Regions from separate parts of the Mus musculus genome. Here region 1 is linked to region 2. The links are chromatin contacts, called in public Hi-C maps. All regions are on one chromosome and are shown on one strand. The core of a region is the stretch at or near the end of the contact, and the rest is flanking DNA. Distances in the headings are between cores, read along the strand shown.

Region 1 (7,058 bases), core at 4,109-6,608, 690 kb after region 2:
TGTGGGATACTAATGTGCACTTACCAGTCTAAATGCTGAGGCAGTCAGTTCTCTGGTCACCACAGAAGAGCCAACAATCAGGACAGCAGAAAGGAAGCCAGCCCTTGGGATGTACAAGATATCCACCCCATGGCTGCAGTTACTGTGCTTGTAGTTTGCAGAGCCTTTGGTGTGCGGCTATGGTGCTTTAGGGACCTGATGGTCCAGTTCAGAGTGGACTACCTACAAATGATCAGGCTGTTGCTAAACTGTCCTCTGGGAAGGAGGCCTTCCTATGTGAATACTTAGAAATTCAATAGTCTTGCTTGTCAGGCTGTGAGCTCTCTCAATCACAAAGGCGTAAGGCGCCCTGAGGATCTCAGGGATCTATCACCCTTGAGTTAGCATATGCAGAGCATCTGTCCTTTAATCACTGAAATCAGAATGACTAGTGAATGAACTTAGAGACAGTACCAGTTCTCTAAAATTGCACAGGCTGTGGTCAGCACATCCTCACTGACTCTAAATATCAACCTTACCATAACTTTAAAATATTAGAAGTTTATATTCATGTCAATGATGAAACTGAGGGTTAGACAGAAAAGTGTTTGAATGCTGCTTCTGCAAACTACAACTCCCCTTTACTTTAGAGACTTTATTTTTAATTTCTATATTATGTCGTTCTGTTATGATAAGATACTTACAGGGAAGGCTTCTTTGAGTTTTAGAAATGTTTAAAGGAAACTAACAAACACAATGCCTACCAAATGTCAGACAATTCCTATACAGGCTCACTGTGATGACCCCTCAACTTATTCTTTGGATACATGGAAGTTGACTTGGGTGATCCAGGAGCTCAGATGTTCAATAAGACTATGTTATTATAGTTCATTACCCCCAAAGAGCCCCATAAAACACTGCACATGCTCTGATGCTCTGTAAGACCAGGTCCATTAACCCAGAGAGCTGCATAAGGCACTTTATTCAAAGTGTGCCTTTTCCCCACTTGTCATTACAAGGGGCTAAAGTCCATCAGCCATGCCTCCTGCTTGGTCCATGGTTGGCCCTTTCCTTGATCCCTTCATCTTTCTCACTATGTTGTGTCTGCTGACCTCTATGGGATGATGTCCCCTGACTGTTGCACATGTTCATTGAGGCTACACATTACAAACTGACCAGGACAGAACTGCCATGACCCAGTATATTTGTACCACTGGAAGCAAACTAAAGCCCCAATTCCCAGGGCTTTCCCAGTTAGATGTCCTCTTCCCCCATGTTGAGCTACAGAATAAATAGCAAAAGACCTAGTTGTTAATATTTACACCTTACCCAGACTTGGCATCCTGGGGGTTGTTTTAAAATTTGTGGGAGGAGTGGATAAAGATGAACACATTTATATTATGTAACTTTTTCCCAAGAGGATTAACTGTACTGGGGACACACAGCTGTTTTTTTTCCACAAGTCTCTTCATAGCAAGCCACAGACCAAGTGCTCTTCTTCTATGGTACTCTGTGCTTAATGAATGTGGTAGGTCCCTTCCACTCTTTCTTCCCCCAAAGACATCTGAGTGTTTTGTTTGTTTGTTTGTTTGTTTTCCTCTTCACAGATATCATGAACCAAGATACTACAAGGTTTCAGAGCCCTTTACTCTTTCACAGTCACATGCCAAACATTGTGTTTGTGGTTTTAAACTCATTTCTGAATGACATCCTATAAATTATTGAAGTCAGAGACTTTAAAATTAAGATTTCCCTTTGGAAGCTGGACCTAAATTTTCTTTTGGAGAAAACATAGCCTACTCTTACTTCCTGTGTCTCAAGATTAACCAATCCCATCTCCGAAAAAGGAAACAGCAATCCATCCCATCCAATCAGGTCATTCCTACTTTCTGGTCACAAAGATCATGATCCTAGGTTTAGGTAATATCCCAAGTCTATACAGTGACACTCAAACATGAGGCTTCATGTCAATTAAACAGATAGATCAAATATATTATTTCCCATTGGGGCTAGTAGGAACCCTTTTATCACTGGCACAGGGAGTTTGTCTGAGAATGAAAATAAAAACCAAGAACTAAATAGGGATAAATGTCTAAATTTGATGGTTTGGTGATAATCAGTGCTGGAAAGCAATGGCTCTTAGGTACTGAATAAACTAGTGGGCATTTTTTTCTTAATAATGGATATACTGGTAGCATGAGAGTTTGCATATAGTTATATACATAAAGTTAGTGTAATAGAGGACAATAAAACAAAATATGAACCTAGAGAATTAACGTGGAGAAGATTCTTTTCTCTCCTTCAGAGCAGTTAGGTAAGATCTCTGTAATGACTTGGGAAATAAGCAAGGACTAAACAAAATATGGGAATAAAGCTATGAGGAGCAGTGCATAAAGAAATATAAGCTCAAAGCTTGGTGCAGGAAGGTGAGTAGGGTATTAAAGAGAGCAGATAGGTGGATGGAATAGAGACATCAAGGATAATAATGATAGAAAAGGAGTTTGAGGGATCACTAGGGCTGGAGAAGTTTACAATGCCAATATTTGCAGGAAGAATTGTTAAATTGATTCTAAGAATGGTACAAAGCTCTTGGTGTTTCAGGAAATGGTATAATATGCTAAGCTTCACCTTTTCAAGGATTGCTATGACTGCCCAATAAAGTACAGACTACAGCAGAGTCAGAATGGGTGCTGCAAGCCATCTAGTTGATGACCACAGTGGTCCAGGAGACATGCTGGAGTATGCAAGGGATCATAGAGTGAAAGCTGGTAGAACATAGATGAGTTCTGGGTATCAATTGCAGATAGGAGAAACAAGATGTTCTAATTGCTTATATAATGGATGTGATTGGAATAAAGAACTTGAAGAAGGCGTTAGTTCAGGAGGTCCTGTAAATGGAATTGCCCTGAACTAAGATTGAGAACACCAAAGAAGAAGCAAATTACTTCTTTTTATATCTTATTTGTTGTCTCTTCAGCATTTACAACTGCCAACCCCTTCTTTCTTAAGTAATCTCTTTTAAAGTTTATACCTAGCATACTATATTATTCATTATCTGTGACTTTTCTAGCCATGTTTGCTCGTCCACCTTCACAGACCCTCTTCTTTGCCACAGGTAAGAGTCCTAATTTAGATTTTTCCTAGTTTCTAGCAGCCTTGAGTCTCACCCCAATCTGAATCAAGACTATTAGAATTTTCTTGACAGCTACATATTTTTGCCTTCAATCCATGACACATAGGACAGACTTAGTTTTCTGATCCAACTCCTGTGAATAGGATCCTCTCCTCATTTAACACACACTCTCTCTCTCTCTCTCTCTCTCTCTCTCTCTCTCTCTCTCTCTCTCTCTCTCTCTCTGTGTGTGTGTGTGTGTGTGTGTGTGTGTGTGTGTGTGTGTGTGTGTGTTGTGTCCAGATACATGTGGAACCAGATGACAACCACTTGTGTCATTGGAGAGTCTGCCTGTTAATTTTTGTTTGAGACAGGTCTCTCACTGGCATGAAGCCAATTGGACAGGCTTGCTGGGTAACAAGCCTCAGGGATGCACCTTGTTTGTATCTGCCTGGAACTGGGGTAATAACCATGAGCCATGATGTCTTGTTTTTTTCTATGAGTTCTTGGGATTGAAATCAGTTACCAGACAGAGATATCTTCCTAGTTCAAATTCTATACCTTTGTATAAAAGGCTAAATTTATTCACTTAGCTGCCCCGTTAAATGCCTGAAATCACCCAAAGGCTCTGATTTTTGTTTTTTGCTTTTTCAATTACCAACCTCCATCTTTGAACAGTGTGAAAATCCTGCACATTTCAATTCTTTAATATATTTGGGGCCTTGTTTGGCTTTTTGTTTTCTGTCGATCAGCACTCCCATCTCCAGTGTCCCCTTGCACATCCCCTCCAGTGTTGTTAGAATGACATTTTTAAGAAACAGATCTGAGCATGTCATTCGCGTTCTCACAATGAGTGGGTGACTCCTCACAGATCCTAGCATGAAGACTGAACTCCAGCTTCTGGGTGATCTGTCACTGGTTATTACAAGCCTTTCTGGACCACTCTCATCTGGTGTTAAAGGGACTGACATCCAGCATTTGTATTTGAAAGATTTTTTTTTTTCTTCTTACAGAATTTGCCTTTTGTCAGTTGGCTAAAACCCAAGCAATGATTTCCTATCTCACACCTGAACAAATGTTGGGTTTGTGTCTTTAAATTGTATTAACATAATGTCACAACGCACATGCTCTTGTGGCAGTGAAAGATGAGGTCTCAGCCTTTCTTTGTTGCCAATCAAATTCCCTTGGTGGTGTCTGTTTTGTTTTTATTTTTGTTTTTTGTTTTTTTTTTTTTCTCAGATGGTATTACCAGATGAATGGAGCTACAAGAGATGGCAAATTCCAGTCATTTTCAGGAAAGGAAGTGTGGCTTCATAAGGCTTTGTCTAAATAATTATATTTATTTGACCATCTACTGTAAAACCAGATTATGACCATTTACTGCAGTCATTAATCAGTCCAAAATTTTAGAACAGTTATTCTAGCCATGCTTGATAACAAGGAAGAGATGACAAAGTTATATAAAATCAGTAAGAATAGCTTAATATAAGCTTTTCTCATTTACAATCAGCATGACCGCTAAAGCATGAAAATAAGGCACAATTAAGATCATAGTACTTGGCCAAACAAGACATAAACACAAGTATTTATAATAAATAATCTATTTTATCTGTGCCAGTACTTGCCCACCAATATGCTAGGTGTTAAATTTATCTTCTTGTGGAAGCTACTCTGATTAAATAAAAGTTTTTCCTTGTCTTCCAAGGAGCTGAGTCAATGTTTCATGTGCAATTACATCTATAGTTTAAGTCTTACCGAAAGATGAATATTTCTCTCTGTCTCTCTCTTTCTTTCTCTGTCTGTCTATGTCTCTCTCTCTCTCTCTCTCTCTCTCTCTCTCTCTCTCTCTCTCTCTCTCTGTGTGTGTGTGTGTGTGTGTGTGTGTGTGTGTGTGTGTGTGTGTGTGTGTATGCAGTGATAAAGGGCAATGCTACTTGAAGCGATATTTTTAAAGGATAAAATCAGATACACTAAGTTTCCTTTACACTCTGCAAGTCTAATGAAACCTAAATTCCATTTTATTTCTTCACTCAGTAAGGAAAGCCTGAGGCCAAACCTACCCTCCTAAATACTGTTTATCTCCCTGAACAGAGGTCATGATATGGCACTATTTTAAATGGATATTACAGGATGAATGGCAGTGCTTGTGACTGAGGAATTACAATGGCCTTTTGCACATGCCAAATGTCACTGTGTCCTCTAGGCTGTGCCTAACATCTGTGGGAGAAAGTGAGCATGTCATTTGAGGGAATGGAGCCAGATCAAGCCCCTGCTCTGTCAAATGGCATGCCCGATGAACGACCTTGCCTCATGGTCTTAGGATGGCAAGAGGAGAGGAACTTCTGAGTGTAATCTGACCTTTAAACAAAAAGAGAAGGGAATGGGAAAAAGACAACAATCGCTAAAACAGTCAAGGATAAAATATTAAGGAAGTTCTAACAAGCAAATGGTGCTATCCAGAGAACAGGGACCTTGGTGCCAGTGTGGCCCAAGGTTTATATCAGCAATATTACTAATCACTGGCCTCTTTTCTTTCATCCATAAGGGCAGATATTCACTTATTCTTCAATAATATTGTTTGAGTATATACTGCTAATTAATACTACTGTTTTATGAAAAATTACATGAGGTTCTGAACAGTAAATAGAATAGACAGTACAGATGCAATCCACAACCAAAGAGAACCAACATTGGGTATATGACAGATCACATGGGCACAGGCTACTTAATATGTTGGTAGCTCTGTGGAACATTGTTTTCCATACCATACAAGGTGTTTCTAGTTCAGAGATGTGTTTTTCTTCTTTATCATACTGCCAGATAATGTCAGAAACTACACCCATAAAGTTTTATCAAAATAACTGCCAAATGTGATCAGAACAAGGATAATGCCAATCGACATGCCAATGGTCAGCCCAGAAGTAACATAACAAATACAAGCATATACATATATACAACATACAAGTAACATTACACATATGGAGATGGTTGTATTTATGCATTTAGGAATATATAGAGGATAAAAATTTGAAATAGAGGACAGGAAGGTATATGGAAAAGTTTGGTAGGAGGGGAGGAACGAAGGAAATAATGTAATTTTATTATAAACTTAAAAGAACACTAAAGTGCAAAAGTAATGCTACCAGCCTCTTGCCTGGTACTTGTTCGTTGACTACAGTTCCATTCTGGCATTCTCTTCTCGTTCTCCACAGTTCTGTCTTCCTGATAAGATTCTTCTCCTCTAAGATATATTGTGCCTCCCTCTTCTGAATTTTGTCCTCATGACAATGTGGGTTGAATTATTCACTTACCATCCAAACCCATTCAAATCTTAAACTTCAGTACCTGAGTATCCCCTTAGTTGGAAACTGTCATTTGAGATTTATCAAGTTAAAATGATGGCATACACTTTTAAGATGGGCCCTAGTGCAATAATTGGAAGACTTAAGCAGTGAGAAAAAAGGAACAGAGACTCACAGAGATAGGGCCATTTGACAACAATGAACACAAGGGTTCAAGGTATGACCCTACAAAGCAAGGATTACCAGTAACTGGCCTCTCTCAGGGACATCAAAAAAAATCAAAATCTTCTAGAACCCTCAGAGACAGCTTGGCTCTGACAGCTTATTGATTTCAGACTTCTAGCCTCCTGAGCACTGAGATAGTAAACACTTTTTGTTTTATATCATTCAGTTATGATATGTTTTATGTGGCTCTCAGGAGACTAAAACAATCATTTCTCCATGTGAGCTGCATGTATCCCATACATTTCTCCCCTATTTTCCTAAGATACAGCTGGAGTACAATGCCAGACCATCAGTACTCAGTAACTTTCCAACACAGCAAACACTGTTGTGCGAGATGTGTGTGTGTGTTGTCACATAAGTCCTTTTATTTTATGGGTTTTGTGCTAGTAATTTAAAAGAACCTAACATCTGTACAGTACTTACAGAATTTACTCATAACA
Region 2 (7,885 bases), core at 3,281-5,780:
TGTGATTTGAACCTATCTTTCCACAGAAGCAGGTTGTCCTAGAGCAGTGGTTCTCCACCTTTCTAATGAAGAAACCCTTTAATACAGTTCCTCAGGTTGTGGTGACCCTCAATCATAAAATTATTTCATTACTACTTCATAACTGCAATTTTGAAACTAATACAAATTATAAGATAAATATCTGATTTTCAGGATATCTGATATGTGGCCACAAAGAAGTCTTAGCCCACAGGTTGTGAACTGCTACTCTAAAATAAGACCTTTAGAGACAATCTAGCCCCCATTCCATGGCAGTTATCATGTGAGCATACCAATACAACTACATTCCAGGTTCTGGCCTCTTATTTCTCCAGGCAGGATGACATGCGATCTCTGCACTTTTTTCAAGCACAAAGACTAAAGTCTCAGTCTCCACCAGATGAGAGCTTAGGATCAGTGGCAACCCTTCATTTCCTTAACCAACCATAGCTGAGGCCAAAGATTCAAGAATAAGGATGTTCGGTGTGTTGCCAGTTACAACTGTGGGAAATGTAATATGTCCAACCTTTAGATCACACCATGTTCACATGAGCAAATGATATCAGGATGGCTGTGGAACTGAATCCCAAACAGAGAACAAGGGAAGAATGACAGATGTAAAGAGCAGGGGGCAGATCGGAATGTCACAGTCTTCATTTATATATGGAAGAAAATCTGAAAGTGTGAAGAAGGGTAAAAGTGTTTATCTTGGGGTCATGAGAATATGGGGGCTTTTCTTGTTCTAAATTCTCTATAAGGGGAGGAAGTATAACTTAGTGGTTATGGAAATGGACTTCAGAATCAAACTGGTCTGGCTTGTGTCTGTCTTTTGACACCTGAGTTTCATTATTTGTAACACAAGAACCATGATGGTGTTTGCTCCTTTATCTTCTTGGGAGAGTGATGACTGGCTTTGTGTTGGGGATGCTAGCTGTATGCATGGTACTCCTCTGAGCAGTCTGTATACATCTTCTCTATCATTGTCTGCACTCTGTAAGTGAAGAGGCAGAGAGTCAAAGATATTTCTCTGGACCTCCAATAGCTTTTACCATTCTTGGTGCACTAGTTCATTGATGATGGCTGACACAGAGTCTCTCCTGTCATCTACATCTCCCTGCTGACTCATTCTGGGCACAGTTTCACTAAAACCCCAGAATTTTCATACTAGCACGTGTCTTCTATCCTCTAGTTGTTTTTTGTTTTATATTTGTTAGCTCTTTTTTTTTTTTGAGTGAACTAATTATTGAGATAGCAGGTGGAAGAACATTCAAATCATACCATTGATTATGAGGAAGTACAAGAATAAGCTTCATGATATGGTAGTGAGGAGCTACCAGTCACATCTATTTAACACTGTAGAGGCTCAGGCATGGACTTAGCATTTGTCTCTTGCTCCTCATCTGGATAGAGGTGCTGGTGCTAATGAGATAGTGGGTAAGCAGAAAGGCTAGTCCAGGGAGAATACCATCATCCTGGGATCCTAGGGGAAGCTAGAAGACAGGGGATGGTGATGTGAGGACAGAAAGCAGAGAACAGATATAAGAGCTGGCAGATCTGGTAGATCTGGGGTCTCATCTTTGCTTTTTCACTTGTGGCTTAATACATTCTTTGAGTTTCATTTTCTTCTCCTCCCCCTCCCTCTTCCTCATTCCCCACTTCCTCCCTTCTCCTTCTTTCCATCTTTCTTTGTATGAGGCATGGGTGTGTCTATTGCACACTTGCTGTAATGCACATGTAGAAGTCGGAGGACAACCTTGTAACATCTTACTTAATTTCCCTTTGGGCTAAGTATGGCAGCCTCACTGGCCCATGAGAGTCTTGACTTTCTTGGATTTCCATTGCCTATCTTGTCATAGTAGCACTGAGATTACATATACACGTTCAAACACTCAGCTTTTTACTTGGGTTCTGGGGATTTGAACTCAGCTCTTTGAATTCACGTGGCAAGCAGTTTACAAGCCTGAACTTTCCCTGCAGCCTGAACTTTGTTTTCTGAGCTTCAAGATACTACAGTTGGGTGAACAGATTTTAGTACATCCATGTAAGCACACATAGGGCAGATATGGGCTCAACTGAGAGACTCTGTCTCAAAAGATAAGGTGGAGAGTGATCAAGAAGGACTCTCAACATTAACCTAGGGCCTAATCATGCAGATGGCACCGTTTCTTGGCTTTAGTTCCAGGCCTGTTTAGCAGCGGAGAAGTTGAGTTGACCAATCATACATGTATTCATTCCCTTCCTGCCCTTGACTAGCTGCTTAGAAGTTCCTGCTGCCTTGACTGGTTCACTGGCCTAGAAGTGAAAGCTGGAATACTACCATCCTCCTCTGAGTTTCTTTGGTGATCCCATCACCAGGAGCAAAGCAGAATAGTGGGGATAACAGTTTCCTAGGAAATGCTGGAGAGGCATTTCACACGGGAGGAACCCAACATGGAAAATCTAAGAAGAAGGACAAGATCGTCCCAGGAGGAAGCCTTGACTTACCCAAGGTCATATATGATGGGTATGAGTGAACTCCAGAAGTGACACTTCTTCTGTTGACGCCACATTTTGATTCTTCCTTAAATATAGTGACTATGTCACATAGTCTACAACCAACACTGTGCTGGGATCTGCCAATGTCAGTGGGATTATGAGCCTGTCTTCTGACCTCATGCTTCTCTACTTCCTCCAGAGTTTGAGACTATAAAGGTCACCTTTACATTCTATGTCTTTCGTCTTCCTGAGCTTGACCCTCTGCTTCGGAAGACGCATGCTTAAGCTTGCCTAGAAACCCTCATTGCACAGCCCTTTAGTTGCCCCTTCTGTATGACTCTCTTTGTAGACAAAACCACAAACCCCGATGGGCAATTAGAGATTTTCAGTGGCAGCAATTTGGGATGATTTTGGCTAATTGCTGTCCTGTGTGAAAGAGTGGACATCGTCTTTGACAGCTGGCCTGAGCAGTCAGCAGTGTGTGAGGAGAGTTTCTCTTCTGACTTTGAAAGTGGTGGTGGGGGCAGGGTGGGCAGTGACCTGCTGTAGTCAGTCAGAAATGTTGTGTCTGCCTTTAGCCCTGCACTGGCAAACCCCTGAGCTCTGGCAGACACTGCACAGATTAAATAGGCTTTAGAGTATGCAGAGTTATATTCTCACTCACAGTTTAGCAAGTTTAACAAGGGTTGCTACTTTGTCTCAGCTGAACTGGGAGGATCCCTAGACAAGAAAAGGATGGGGAGTTTGATGACCTCATTATTTACTCTCCTAACGTTTGTTGGGAGTAAATTGTGTGGCCCCTTACTTCCCTCTCTCCCTCCTTCCTTGTTTTCTCCCTTCTTCCCTTCCTTCTCTTTTCTCTTTTCTTTTCTTTTCGTTTCTTTTCTTTTCTTTTCTTTTCTTTTCTTTTCTTTTCTTTTCTTTTCTTTTCTTTTCTTTTCTTTTCTTCTCTCTCTCTCTCTCTCTCTCTCTCTCTCTCTCTCTCTCTCTCTCTCTCTCTTCCTCCCTTCCTTCCTTCCTTCCTTCCTTGCTTCCTTGCTTCCTTGCTTCCTTGCTTCCTTCCTTTCAGTTATACTTTTCTGCTTCAGACAACCAAGCACACCACCAGAGAAAGAGGAAATCAGTTTCCATTCTTACTTTCTTCTAAGGGTAAAAGAATGCACTGGTTTCCTCCCATGGGATCCCTTTCCATCTCTGCCAGGGTCATCAGTGGGGTGGTGTTAAGTGCTGTGCGAAGGCTGGGAAGGTTCTTGTTGCCACACTCTCTGCCTGTGGTTTGTGTCACCTCTGGGCACTGTCCTTGTTCTCCTGAAAGCCGTGGTGTTTACAGTGAATGCAGCATGCTGGGATCACACTGTGAAGCTGTAGGGGGTGTCTGAGTTCACATGTCCTGCATTCCAGGCAAATGTTTTTAATATTGAGCAATGCTATGGTTTGCCAGGGTGAGGTCTGTGCTATTGGAATGCCACCGAAAAGGAAAGTCCCGGACAGATAGTGACTCAAATCATCTCCTCCACTCACAATCCTCGGGGCTTTAATTCCTACTCAATTCCCTCATGATAAATACAGCTCCGTGTGCTTACTGACCGCACCGCTCTTATTGGTTCTGATAAGTACAACTTTCCAAGAGATAGGGACGCAAATTGTCATATTTTGTTGAGTCATGTGTGCTCAGCAACTCTTTCCCAAACATTGCATCAGTAATTGGCAGCTCCCTGGTCTCTGCTGTATGACACTCTATGCCCAGGAAAAGCTCTATCCATTTCATGAAAGAAAGAAAGAAAGAAAGAAAGAAAGAAAGAAAGAAAGAAAGAAAGAAAGAAAGAGAGGAAGGAAGGAAGAAAGGTCTCTCTCTGCCTGGCTGTGATAGCCTGCTCTTAAGGAAGCTGAACCCCCAAGGGAGCAAAGACAAACTGCATTTTCAGATAAGTTAGAAAACTATGGCTATTTTACTTTCCACCTCCACTGGTCTCCTAGCAACAAGACAGCTGATGACTTCTACCAGGAAAAGGAAGCCTGGAACTTGGGGGAGCCCGTCTGAATTCTTGCTCGCAGTCTGATTTATTTGAAGCTTGGCTGCATTCTTGGGTGTGGAGACCCAGAAGTCCAGTCATCGGGGCATTCCCTGACCTTCACTTGACCTCCATCAATGCACAGATAGAGGGAAAACAGATGAGAGGTGCTTTCACAAGATTTCTTTCACAAGAATCTGCTTGGTGGGGAACAGATATTTCCTTTGATTTGAGGAAGGGCAGTCGAAAGCCTGCCTGTGACATGGAATGAAATCTCAGAAAAAGCAAGGAGCTAAGTGGGTATCAGAAACCAGGGGTCCTACTGGTGTCAATCTCTCCCTGAGGAGTTCAGGCAGGGAGTTCTTGTGCCCTTGTTCTTACATAGTGTTGATATTCTCAACTATAAAGTAAGGGGATTGAAACAGATGTCCTTTCAGGGTTGTAGGCCTCTATGTGTTCTTAAATAGTTTCCCAAATATACCATTATATCATCAGCCTTTCTGATTGTCTGTCTGTCTGTCTGTCTGTCTCTCTCTCTGTCTCTCTCTCTGTCTCTCTCTCTCTCTCTCTCTCTCTCTCTCACACACACACACACACACACACACACACACAGAGAGTCACTACATGTTGAGCAAGAATCCAAACTCAGGTGTGGCTCCTACCCTATTCATACAGCAGCAGCTATGTGGCTGACATCCGTGTCTTGTTAGATGGTTTTACTATCAACCGCTATTAGCCTGTGGAAGTAGAACTGGGAGATTCTTTTAACAGAGACTTAAGTTGTACTCTGCCTTTTAACATCTGGTAGACTTAGAAATAGGAATAAGAGCCTTTGAGTAGTTGCTACAATGTGGATTAGGAACCAGTGAAATGATGTGCATACTCAGTGCCTGTTCCATAGTAAGAGCTCAGTAAACAAGGAAGGGAGCTGGAAAGACAGACAGACAGACAGACACACACACAGATTTGTTCTAGGTCCCTGGAGTGTAGGGACTTGTCCTAATTGTCCCCTCACCTTGATATATTGTGTGGCACACAGATCAGAACTAACTTCTTTAGCCCAACATATTCAGCGCGCACACACACACACACACACACACACACTTGCACACACACAGGTACACACAGAGTTGTTCACACATAAATACACACTCATATACTCATGTACACACAGTCACATCCACACCCACATAGGCATATACATGCACACCTGCACAGGTATGCTAAAGAGTAATGAACACACCCAGTCTTGCCAGAACTTTTAAGCAAGGGCCTGAATTTTATAGCCACACTGCACAGCTAAAGTAACTGTCAGATGATCTAACAGTGATTGATATTTCATATACCACTTAGAATTGTTCTTCAATAATTCCTGGAATATGCAGTTTTGGCTTTGCCCAACACTCTTGATTCTGCACTGATTAGATAATATTAGGGCACTTCTTACTGTCCCCCTGCCACTCTTCCTTGCTCATCCCTTATTATGTCTTACACTTTTCTTTTTTAAACTTCATTGTTTCATAGCAGCTTCTCCAGATAGAGTTTGCTACTCTTCACAACCGTGAGGCTCAGGATGTGAGGGAGTAAAGACAACAGAGTGGGGAAGGACGCACAGTAATGTAACTTTCATGTCTCTATTCAAATGGAATGTGAGATGATGTGGTGGTACAGGCCTTCAATCTCAGCCTCTGGGAGGGGGAGGAAGGAGGGTCAAGAGTTCATTGTCATCTTTGACCGAGTGGTAAGTTTAGGATCAGCCTGCCCTACAAGGTACTTGACTTCCAAATGAATACATAGATTGCTAGGCAACTAAATGTAGAGGATAGAAGGAAGAACATGACAGATATCTTTTGCTGAAGAGAAAACTTGCTACCTTGAAGCAGTAAAAAACAACAAATCAAATCAAATCAAAACAAAACAAAAAAAAAATCAAAAACCAAAAACCAGAAAACCCAAAAAACCCAAAAACCCCCAAAACCTATCTTCCCCTGTATCATCACTACGGAGCCTTCCTGTGTTTCTAGCTTTAAGCTCACGATATACTTTTTATTTCTTGCCACTAATGACCTTGGAGGATGAATACCAATGATTAGACCTTAATTTCAAAGGGCATACTTATTGACACTTAGACAAATTAACTAGTGAACCCATATAACCTGAGCTATACTGGTACAATGAACATTTCTGCCTAGGTAGCATGACTCCAGAGCAAACCCTGCTGGCAAGCATGATCCACTGACTTACTCAGGATCCCTGGGTTCTTGTGGTCCCTGCTGACCCAGAGCCTCCTTTTGGCTCATCTTGAAGGCATCCCACCCTTATGGTACTACACATCATTGCCCCTCAGATTAAGAATCATTTGTCCAGAAGCTAGAGAATCACCAGCCACTGAAGTTTAAGAGTGGAAAAACTTTTTCTAAGTTCTTCATGCCTAGTGAGTTCCAACTGTGGGGCATGGCCTGGTTATTGGGTTGTAAAATCAAGTTAATAGTTCATGACCTACAGTCCAAAAATGAAATGAAATACAACAGACAGTAGCAGAGGCAACAGCAGCTGGGGCAGTGTGGGGCAGTGGCACAGTTATATGCCATCAATACGTGTATATGTTCTGAGTCACTATGGGAAAGCAACTTTTACTGATAATTATGCCTGCTCATTTTTTTTCTTTCCAATTTATGTTTTATCTAAAGAGGCTTCATGTGCCTTGGGGGGAGGGGAGGGACAGAAAATATATTAGGATGAATTTCACAAAAGTCCCTCTTCCAGGTTCTATCTGTCCCCTGTTTTATAACTTCATGTAATATTTCATATTCCTAAAAGAGGCTGGCAACACACCACTGGGAGAGCTCTTGCCTAGCACATTTAAAAGCATGTATGCTCAGCACTCACTCCAGAGAAAAGAATCGAAGAGTCACTCAGGTCTATATTAGAACAATATTAGTGGTCTATACAGTATTACTTAAACTATATTTGCAATGATGTTCAGAATTGAGCAAATTACTTAAAGAGACATAAGAAACATTGCTATCAGATGGGTATAGAGGAATAAAAGCTGGATGAAACAGTAGAGACTAACATGAATTGGAGAGATTATACTTCGGTTCAGATCAACAGCTTAAGTACAAATGTGACAGGAATTTAGTTGACAGCATTTCAGGGCTCAAAGTCCAGGGTTGTTAATTAACTTATCTCCGAGTAGTCACCAGATCGTGCACCCAAACTCACGGTAAGGGTGGCTGCACTCAGCTTTTTGCGGACATAACATTATGAAGTACTACTGGGCATATCTGGGGCAAAAAATAATTATTATACTTTACAGCTTCCAAATTAACTCTCTTTTCCTAATTCTTTATTTTGGTTTAGTCCCATGGCTTACTTGG

Evidence for each region. A called contact is a pair of places that touch in the nucleus more often than the background predicts.
Region 1: a contact with region 2 is called in a Hi-C map of muscle stem cells, with 2.9 times the contacts expected there. The contact joins two enhancer-like sites. A contact is called at or near these places in 1 of 15 datasets of contacts at CTCF or cohesin (the NIH/3T3 cell line), 1 of 484 Hi-C or Micro-C datasets (muscle stem cells) and 1 of 115 datasets of contacts at active chromatin or transcription factors (cardiomyocytes).

The regions. Positions count from the first base shown.
Region 1 is chr15:63,012,838-63,019,895 of GRCm38.p6, forward strand. No RefSeq gene overlaps it. Among named protein-coding and RNA genes, the nearest start is that of Gm41334, 54 kb to the right of the region's middle. Within about 2 kb of position 5,359, at least 2 of the 459 cell types and tissues checked have an H3K27ac peak or open chromatin away from gene starts, as enhancers often do. A contact at or near this core is called in muscle stem cells, where this site is marked.
Region 2 is chr15:62,324,636-62,332,520 of GRCm38.p6, forward strand. No RefSeq gene overlaps it. Among named protein-coding and RNA genes, the nearest start is that of Pvt1, 290 kb to the left of the region's middle. Within about 2 kb of position 4,531, at least 149 of the 459 cell types and tissues checked have an H3K27ac peak or open chromatin away from gene starts, as enhancers often do. A contact at or near this core is called in muscle stem cells, where this site is marked.